2 separate regions of the Mus musculus genome follow, and region 1 is linked to region 2. A link is a contact called in public promoter capture Hi-C data. All regions are on one chromosome and are shown on one strand. The core of a region is the stretch at or near the end of the contact, and the rest is flanking DNA. Distances in the headings are between cores, read along the strand shown.

Region 1 (5,152 bases), core at 1,159-3,658, 400 kb after region 2:
CAACTTCAAAGTCATACAGATTCTTCTTAGAAACACCAAGGGCAGGACAAGAAAGCTTGGCTAGTCGGCACAGGTCCTGCAGTTGATTCCAAGAAGATTTACAGCACACACTGCAACCTAGAATGAGAAGGCCAAAGACTCACAAAAATGTAATCGACGGGCCTTACCCAAAGCTAAGATCCTCTGCAACAGGAAGTGCCAATTCCTTGAACCCTAATGCTCAATTCTCAGGGCAACACCTGGAAATAAGCCTACACACCAGGAAGCATCAACCTGTCTTTCCCTGCACATGGAAGGGTCCAGTTCTCCTATCAGAGGACCTATGCCCTCATCTGGGAGAATCTTCTACTCCAAACTCTGGCCCCCTAACTCTGGAATGGCAAGGATGAAGTGGCGCTTGTAGCAATGGGCCCGTCCATAAAGGGATCCACTGGCAGAACATCCAAGGCCTTAAGCTGCCTGCAGACTTACCTTCGGTCAGAGCCTTAAGCAATGCTCTTTGCACTTTGCAAAAGACTGGGGTGCGTTAACTAAGAGAGTCAGGGTAGGACAAAAATCCCTAGGGCAACAAACAGAGGTGTTGCTATAAAGTCTTCACTTATCTGAAACTCCTGGGCCACTGGATTTTGGAATTCAAACATTTGGGAATTTTACACAAGTAATTTTAGGCGAATTCCTGGCATAGGACATTAAGCCATCTATACTCAAAACACATTAACAGCAAACACATCTATAGCAAAAGCCTTGATTTTTCACATTAAATATTCTCACTGAATAATTTCACTTTTAAAAATCCCTTGCCATGATTAGTGACACATTTAAGAAAGACTTTTATTTCAAAGGACTTTAGGTTTTGTAATTATAAAGATTGTAGAAAGATATTACATTAAACTGGGCATAGTGGTGCATACCTTTAGACCCAGGAAAGGCAGAGACAAGCTGATCTCTGAGTTCTAGGACAGCCGTAGTCTGTCTCAAGGAAAAAAAAAATCCCTGTCTCGGGGGTGAAAAGTACAACTCAATTCGAAGGGATCTGCTCTCAATTCAGGAACATGTAAACAATACATGTGGTAGGTAAGCCCCGACAATGACTCTTGGTCACCAAAATTATTGTTCAAGAGAAGCGGATTTAAAGTATACACATTTTTTTGCTTCAGAGCACATCCCTTCTTCAACGTAATTTTAGAAGCCATTTTTAAAAAATCAAAATATGTCACAAAACCACTTGATGCTAGGTGTATGCTGTCAGTAGCCAATGCCATCTTTTAAGGATGGTTTTTTTCTCCTCCCATCATACGACTCAAATCTAAAACAATCCTAATAAGATGCTCTAGATGGTAACCTAAGAACACACAAACACTTCAAAAGAAAAAAAGATCACTGCGTACATATACACTGATCCTTTTTTATCCAAGGCCCAGCAGAGACTAATCCCTCTCCTCCGAGGCCTCTCGGTTCCCGGAGCCTCTAACCTGCGTCTGGAACGCCTTTGAAAGCCCCAAGAAGTGGCCTGCAAATACCATTTGCAGTGCCAGCAGCCGCACTCCTCCCCACCGCAGCTCCGGCTCACACTTGTGGAATCTCTTCTCAGCGCTCTACTCGAGGCCGAGGAGCCCGCCCAGCACGCACAAGTCACCCCTCTTTTCCTGCACATGGAGGAGCCGAGCCCTCCTCTCACCGAGGCCCCCCCACCAAGTCCCGCTTTCCGGGGAGACTCGTCTACCCGAAAACCCTGCCCCCATCTCGCCTCGATCCCTTTCCCACCTAGAGTCGCCGGCTCCCCCATTTTGAGAAGGGGGTCCGTTCCACTTCTTCCTCCCCTTCCGGCGTCTCCCGTGGAAACCGAAAGGGTAACGGTCACTGAGAGCCGCCTTTTCCCGCGCGTGGCCGCAACCTTCTCCTTCAGGACTCTCTCTCACGCGCGTAGGCGCGCCGGCCAGCCGCGCGCGGCCGAGAAACCCCGCGCGCGGCCTGCGCAGCCCCGCGCCCCCCGCGGCCGAAGCACGCGCCCCCTCCCCTCAGCCCCGCCCTGCCCGCGCGCCGGGCCCGCGCTCTCGGCCCCCACGTTTGCCGCGCCGGCCTTCCAGCTCCAGGCTCCGTAGCTCCGGACGCCTGGCCTGGAGCCCCGGCCACCTTCCCTCCATTCTACTCGGCCGGGCCAGTAGCTCGCGTCTCTAGCACCACAGCTTCACCTTTTAAATTTTCCGCCATCTTTCTCCACAGCTAACAACATTCGGGCCTAACCGGCCTCGCGAGAAGAGAGCGCGCGCGGGCGTGGCCGGGGACGCGCAGTCGATTGGCCGCTCCTCGCCGCTCGCAGCTCCGGCTCGGACCAACCGCGGAGCTGTGCCTGGACTCCTCCCGTCACCAGGAGTGGTCTCGAGAGCCCGTGCTCGCTGCCTTTATTCAGAGTGCGCCTGCGCAGTAGCAAAGCTTGCCTTTGCTCCAGGACCCGCCCCTTGTCAGTCATATTGCTAGCCAATCGCGGCGTCAGCCAGTCATAAAGGGCTTGTTTTGTGCAACCCCAATTCTGCCAGTCATTTATTTTAACCTCGCGCAGGCATTCACTGCCAGGGTGGACCTAGAGCCATATATATAGGTGCTCAGCCAGTCACCTGATTGAAATAAATAATAAGTCGGTCGCCGCCATCAGATGTCCGTTTCCATCACTCGCTTCTTCATTCACACTCAGTCAATAGTAGCATCCATCTGTGCCCTGCAGCCGTCTGAGTTCATAGAAGCACAACCCTTGTCAGGCAGCCTGCTATTCCCTCAAACTGTCCCCATCACATTGTTAGCCAGGCAGCCCTTTCTCCATCTTCCTTGAAGGAGACGTCTCAAACTCCAATGGCCACCCATGTCCCGAAGTGGACTGGGATTAGGTCAGGACAAATTATTGTCAGCACCCATGTAAGAGCCACACCCAGCGACAAAGTGCTGGAGGAGGGAGACAGGAGCCCCAAGCTTGCTCTTAGAGGACAGAACCCATTCCTGTAAGCTGTCCTCTGTTCACACCTGCACTTTGGTAGGTGTATACACACATACCCCAAATAAATTTAATATTAAAAAAAATACAATGAGATCAATCAAGGATGATGCTTACCATTGACCTTTGACCTACATATGTGTCTGCATACACACATACACACACCCAATAAATGTAATAAGAATTAAAAAGAAAATGGATCACAATCAAGGGAGATGCCTGCTGTTGACCTCTAGCCTACATATGTGTATGCACACGTACACAGTCCACAGTAACACGCACATATACCAGAAGAGTTAGAAAGAGCCAGGATTTCGCAAAGTGCAATTATTACAGATTTACAGACGTATTCATATCTCTAGTGTCAACAAGACATGAGAAACCCTATACTGCACAGCAGGAGGACAGAGTTACGTGCTACACAAACTTCAATGTGGCCCATCAATTATTTTTCTAAATCCATTTCACTAAATATCAGCTTAAAGTAATTTGGGCATCAGTAGTTATCATGAAATGCTTCCCTGACTTATCTTTTTTTTTTTTTTAGATTTTCTTTTTTTTTCCTTTTTTTAAAAATTGGTTATTTTATGTATTTACATTTCAAATGTTAAACCTTTTCCCTATTTTCCCCCTGGAAACCTCCTATCCCATCCTCCATCCTCCCTGCTTCTATGAGGGTGCTCCCCTACCACCACCAAACCACTCCCGCCTCACCACCCTAGCATCCCCTTACTTGCTGGGGCATCGAGCTTCCACAGGACCAAGGGCCTCCCCTCCCATTGACGCCAGATAAGGTCATTCTCTGCTACATCTGCAGCTGGAGCCTGCCTTATCTTAATGGCTTTGTTTATCCTATAGGTTTGGAAAGTATGCTGAGGCCCTGTGCCCTACCACCACTGAAGTTGACTAAAATGGCTGTGGTCAAGTCAAGCTGGGTTCCTATAATGACTCTATCTTTTCTCATTTCCATTATGGGTCAATCTTCTGAAGTGTTAGGTTCCTCAGAGAGACTTGGATTCTATCAGGATACTTTGCAACCATGCATGTATCTGAGGGGGACGGGGGAGCTTTCCTGACAGAGCTGTTCCTCAGCTAACCCCGGGACTCATTCATTCTCCCTCTCACCTTTTCAGATAAGCAGGTAGTCAGTCTAGGTATCCCACTGACCGTACTACCTGTGGATGTTTAGTCAGAATGCTCAGTATCATGTGACTCAGCCTAGGTAGACAACCAGCCATCAGAAATAGCTGCCTAGCTGGAGGTTCCATACTCTTTGATCAGCCAGCTTGAAATCGACAAGATTACCTCTGTAATTAGAGCACCCACATTCATTTACTCGTGACTGGAAAAAGCCAGATTGGGAACAAAGAAAAAAATCTATTTAGAAAGTCGGCAAACAAAAGAAGATAGGATACTATCTCAAACGGAGACCATTTTGCTTAGAGTCTGCAGGTATAAGGCAACTGAGGGAGCTGAGGAAAGTTATCTTTCTAGTTTGAGGAGGGCTGGATGGTCATAAATTCCACAGTGGCCTGCTTTTCCGACATGTAAACTGTTATTTTCTAAAGTTTCTTTGGTGTTCTGGAGTCTGTAAATCACAAGAAAAGTTACTGATTAGCAAGTTTTCTGACTCATTTCTTGATGTCAGGAAGTTATTTAACCTTGTGATTTAAGATACCGAATGGGGCAGGGAAAAGGGGCACAAAGCACCTTTGCCAGACAATAACGTAAGTGATCGAGCAGCCTCACTTGGAGATGCTATGTACAGCAAAGCTAGCAGGAGACAAAACCGTGTGCTGTCGAGACCTCCAGAATTGGGGAGTTTTTGGAAGCAAATGAAGCTATGGAGTTTCTTTCAGGGCGTCCTTGGCTTTACAGATCCAGACATTCTCTCAGGCCAGAAGTGGTTCATAGAAGCCAGAATGGCGCTTTAGCCATTCGCAGCATCTGGTAGTCTGGTCAGCCGCGGTGACATGGATCGTCAGTGAATCAGCCTGTAAAGCTATCAACCCCAACCAGTGCTGGCAGGCGTGTCATACAGCCTGCATGTTCACTGTCTCAGAAAACTGCTACCTCGCATGCTCCTCTTGCTCTCCATCGGGGGTTATAAGGTTCCAAAGACTTCTCGGTTGTCAACTTCACTACATCTGAACTTGATGATTAAAA
Region 2 (4,983 bases), core at 3-2,502:
TGGGGAAGAAAGAGAAAAAAAAAAAACATTTTTCTCAAATAACTACCAGGAGTGAGAAAATGACATCTGATAATTACGAAACACCTCTCGCATGCTCAGTGTTCTTCCAAGCATTGTCTAAGGGCTTTACACGTCGTATTCCACTTAATCATCACGAGAATCTAATGAGCTAGATACATTTATTTTACACAGGAGGAAAGTGAGTCACAGAGAGGTTAAGTGGCTTGCCCAGGGTCAACCAGTAAGAAAAATGCCGAATTATGTGCTTCAGTTCTCCTTTCCCTGAGGGGAGTGGCTCTGCCAGGTGTTTTGTGAGCGCTTGTGGCGCCAGCGTCCATGCCTTGAGGGGGAGGGACGTTCGGTTCCCCAGGCAACCCCTTTGGGAAGGGGGGGGGGGGAGACTGACACTAGAAGGGCAGGGCTCCGTTAAAGGAACCGCACCTCTTTTATGAGTGACCCAAAGGCGGTGCCCACTTGGAGGGGGATGGAAAAACCAAGGTTCCCTATAACCATCCAAAGAGCAAAGGACCTCCCATCCAGTCCCAAATGGGCAAGGAAGAACTGGCGAAGTGTGGAACGCCCTACCCTAGAGGGGACTAGCTCTACCCCACCCCAACAGGCCCCGCCTTTAGGCGCACTGCCAGCCCGCCAGCTAGTGCCCAGGCCGGCCACGCCCTGCCACGAGAGGCTCCCACTCCCCAGGACCCCTTCTCTCCGACCACTATGAACCTACACCCACACACGCACCCACACATCCCCAGCCCCCAACATTAGTTATAGATAACTCACCTCACCAGTGAACCACCAGCTCTCCACCCCTTCGCCCATGCCCCACCGAACGCCCTGCATCTTGGCTGGCTTCGACCCTCCTCCACAAACTCACCCACCTGCATCCCACTGGCAAGCAGCTGGACCACGTGCCTGCCTCAACCGCCACAGTCCCGTACCCAGTGGTCCAGCCTGCACACTCAGCCTCTACCCAACCTCCGGCCGGGGAACACTCACAATCTCAGCAAACAGGAGAATTCCCTTTTTGGTGCGCGAGAAGCTGGTGCAGGCTAACCAGCAGCCGGGGGCCGAGAGACGCTCAGAATCCGCCATGGTGGTGTACTGGAGTCCCTGGGACGCAGAAGCTCTGCTTTCTGGCTCACGGGTTCGAGGTCGCTGCACACCCAGCCGTCTGTCCCGCCGTCTGGCCGGGAAGGGGGCCCCCCGGGCAAAGGAGGGAATGAATCACCGCGCCTAGCAAAGCAGGCGGGGCCGGAGGGGGCCGGGCCAGGTGGAGGCCGCCCCGGAAGCCCCCTTTGCCCTGCGGCCGAAGACGATACGGGTCCCGCACACAGCCTTATCTACAAGGTGCCTGGAAACTCCAGGTACCAGGAGCAAGAATATGTAGACCCTTCACTTTTTCTTTCTTTCTTTCTTTCTTTCTTTCTTTCTTTCTTTCTTTCTTTCTTTCTTTCCTTCTTTCTTTCTTTCTTTCTTTCTTTTTAATGCAAAAGAGCTACCGAGGGAATCTGGCTTTGGAAGGGAGTGACTCGATTTTCTACTTTTGAACTTAGCCAAAAGGTCAAGAAGTAATAGTTTCCTTAGCTGAAAAAGGGGTAGCTGAGGCCCTGTTTAAACTCGAAATTCTCGAGGCCAGGTATGTTTCCTGAATTCGGAGTGCTCTGAATTTTAAAAAGTTTTCCCTTTGCATAGAGCAGTGGTTCTCCACCTGTGAGTAAGGACCCCTTTGGGGTCCAACGATCCTTTCACAGGGGTCCCTTGAGATCATCAGAAAACACAGATGTTTACACTGCAATTCCTAACAGTAACAAAAATGCACTTATGAAGTGGCAGCAAAAATAATGTCGTGGTCAGGAGTCCTACAGCATGAGGAACTGTATTAAAGGGTCGCAGTTTTAGGGAGGTTGAGAACCACCTAACAGGCAGGGTCTGAGGTAGTAAGACTTAATTCCCCCTGGATCTGGTGTAATTGTTCACAATAAGTGAGATGAATAAAAATTGAAAGGTGTTTCTGATTGGGTCAGGTCAGGTTCTGTAGTCAACTGGTACCAAACTGGGATGAGGAGGATGCAGTCAGTTCCCAGAGTTTGGGCAGTGGTGGTGACAGTGCTGCAGAGACTGGGAACGGAACCTGGTGATCGACCTGGTGGATACTAGTGACTATATCATCAGTCTGCTTCGAGCCTAGCCCCCCCAGTAACCCGTGCTGGCCAATTCCAGGCAAGACTTCTTCTCGGCCTCGGTACTGGACCTCTGTTTTATGGTTCTGAGAAGAGAGGCCAAACAAGCTTTAGGGAAAGACTAGAGAAAGCACACATTTTTGCTGAGAGTTGGGCAAGGTAAGGGGATGGTCTTTGAGTATAATTTGGGGTACAAACGTTGACTTTTTGAGGTGTGTTCCTAAGCAATTAATTAATTCCTTCTGGCCTTCGTCGTGTCTAACTCTGAGACATGTGCCTGGTTACCTGAAATCAGGACACTCCCCCCACCCCAATGTGTTCTGGACATTGGTTTATACTCAAGTATAACGCAATCACTGAAAGGCTAGAATTCACCCTAAGGTCCTGCCTGCCCCGCCCCAAACATAGGTCCCTTCCAAATGAAGAAAGGGGTTCCCTTTTACAGTCACCATTGTTGAGAGAATGCCTGAGTAATGGAAAGGTTGAAACATTTTCCCCAGTGTTGAGTGCCTGCATTCAAGCAGGGACAAATACCTGAACTTGTGGAACATGACAAACTTAGCTCTGGCCTCTGTACTCGCCGTTCTCATAACTGTCGTGCCCCTCCCCCACAGCGTTGGCTTCATTTGGCTTCTGGTCTTTCAGGTTCCACTTCAAAAGCTGTGTCTTCAAGCAGGCTAGCAGCCCACCACCCCTCCCACAGTCTAGCTGGTCCTTTTTGCTTTGATGTTGTTTGTTTGAGCCAGTCTCTCACTGGGTAGTCCAGCATGGCTTAGAACTCGTGATCCTCTTGTCTTGGCTGGCCACGTGGAGAAATTACAGGAATACAACAATCTCCAGCCATAACCTTTATTATTATTATCATTATTATTATTATTTCTGTAACTATCAATTCTCTTGGAAGTTATCTTTTATGGATTCTTGTCATTCTTGTCTGACACTGGTCTACTTTTACTATCCCTGGAGTCACTGTAGAACTACTCTAGAGCAGGTATATGGTCGAGGTTCAACTGGGACTTGTCAAATACGGTTAAGATTATGAGGAAAGGCTTCCAAACCAAGCTTTAACTAATCCTGCTTTGAGCTCTCCACCATCCAGTCTATTTGCGATCGCTGGGCCTCGTTTTCCCCCTTTGGGAAATGACCTAATGCTGAGTAGGCATGTAAGTAGATGAAATAAAAACCCCCATTAAAGCTAGTAGCAGGGTAAAGCTAAACTAAGTAAATGGTGGCTGAGGTTACTATATTAGTCCCCTGGGTGTGGCTGTTTAGGAACTGTGTACTAGAACCCTTTCCTGACTTCTGGGGAACCATACTCCCACTGTACTCTGAGTCACATGTCACCACACACTAACACTTCAAGTGCTCACTTTTTTATACCCCAGCTGCTAGCTGTCCCTGTTCGGATTGCAGTCTGCCCCACCCCACCCCCACTGCCACCTGAGACTCAGGACCTGTCATTTCTCCCCTTCCCCCCCTCCTCCTTATGGGGTGGGGGGGAAAGTTGCCTGTTTAGACCACAACTTCCCTCTTTGGGGGATGGGATTGAGGATGCAGGATGTGGTTAGCAGCAAGGTGACTGGACATTTGTAGCATTGGCCAGGACCTGCTTTGTGGCTCCCTGGGTTGGAGTCTACTGTCCATATAAGCTTTTGACAGTAGGATTCAACTCCCAGGGCGGAGGAAACTTTAGTCTCGTCCCAGGCTAGGACCGCCTGGTGCAGTTTGTCACCGTCTAAGGAAAAGAGGAGGCGTGGCCCAAAGACTTCTTCTAACAGCCCTTTTTAGCCTGGCCTACTGGAGGCGCTGACTCACACCTTCCCCGCTCTGTCTCCAAGTGGGGTCCAAGGCCCCAGCCCGCGCCCCTGGGACAGCAGTCTATACACCACAGTTAAAGCTAGTTTTTCCAAGCCGGAAGTGGGAGACCACAGACTCTGGGTGGAGGAAGGCGCCAGAATTCTAGATTTGCTATCTTGATGTCAGCTAAGGGTCTGAAGAATTCCATGCGGGAATCCTGAGTTTACTGGGACACTCCCACAACAGGCCTACTTCTGCATTCCCCACATCACAAGCAGTAATGTGCGTACTCGGAAAGTGAAATGAATGAATGAAGGGCAGGGATTAGCAAAGCAAACTGGGAAGCAAGCAGAAATAAAGACCCATCTGGAGGCATGAAGGAAGCTGCACGTAGCTTTCGGGTGGTTTCGAAGGGACTTCATCGAAACCAGATCAAGCCACCCCTCCCTTCCAGGGTGGACTGGGAAACCTCACCCCGCCTAGAGCACCTAGCAAGTCAGAACTGGATCCAACTATTTTATTACCTCCCGGTCGGGAAGGGACTAGGAGAAGCTGCGCGCACGCGGACGTGGGGGTGGTGGGGTGCGAGCGCTCTGGGCTCTGGGAGGGCCATACCACTGGCGTCTTGAAGGGGTGGGGACCACTCCACTGTGCAATGTGCAGTGGGAAGGTACTAAACCAGGTTAAAGCTCTAAGGGAAAAGCTTAGAGCCTGGCGGTCCTGCATGCTAGAACCTTATGGGACCTCACCTAGTGAGCACAAAGCTGTCTATTGGTGCTCAATGCCTCCGCCTTCCGGCTGCCATCTCCAGAGCAAGCTGCGCGCCCCCACCCCGAACCCCTAGAGCCCGCGAGAGCCGGTCCTCGCTGGGCACCAGCCAGGGCCCAGGGGTACCAGGGATACGGTTTTCCAGGTCTTCTGTGGGGTGCTCCACTGCGCGAACCACGTGGCCAATAGCCACTGCCTCTGGACTAGGTCTGGGACTGGTCCGGGTCTT

What was found. Promoter capture Hi-C pulls out the DNA fragments that hold promoters and counts their contacts.
Region 1: a promoter capture Hi-C map of pre-B cells shows a contact between it and region 2, with 3 times the contacts expected there. The contact joins the promoter of Suv39h1 here to the promoter of Plp2 in region 2. A contact is called at or near these places in 7 of 39 promoter capture datasets (the C10 cell line, cranial neural crest, embryonic stem cells and 2 more), 1 of 115 datasets of contacts at active chromatin or transcription factors (pancreatic cancer cells) and 2 of 9 other capture datasets (liver and pancreatic islet).

What each region holds. Positions count from the first base shown.
Region 1 is chrX:8,072,352-8,077,503 of GRCm38.p6, forward strand. It overlaps Suv39h1 (suppressor of variegation 3-9 1), which reads right to left and starts at 2,409. Exons shown (of 6, transcript NM_011514.2): 1 at 2,193-2,409; 2 at 1-117. The coding sequence starts at 2,211.
Region 2 is chrX:7,670,138-7,675,120 of GRCm38.p6, forward strand. Plp2 (proteolipid protein 2) reads right to left here and starts at 1,253. Exons shown (of 5, transcript NM_019755.5): 1 at 1,006-1,253. The coding sequence starts at 1,101. It overlaps Magix (MAGI family member, X-linked), which reads right to left. Exons shown (of 6, transcript NM_018832.2): 6 at 3,029-4,983. The coding sequence ends at 4,765.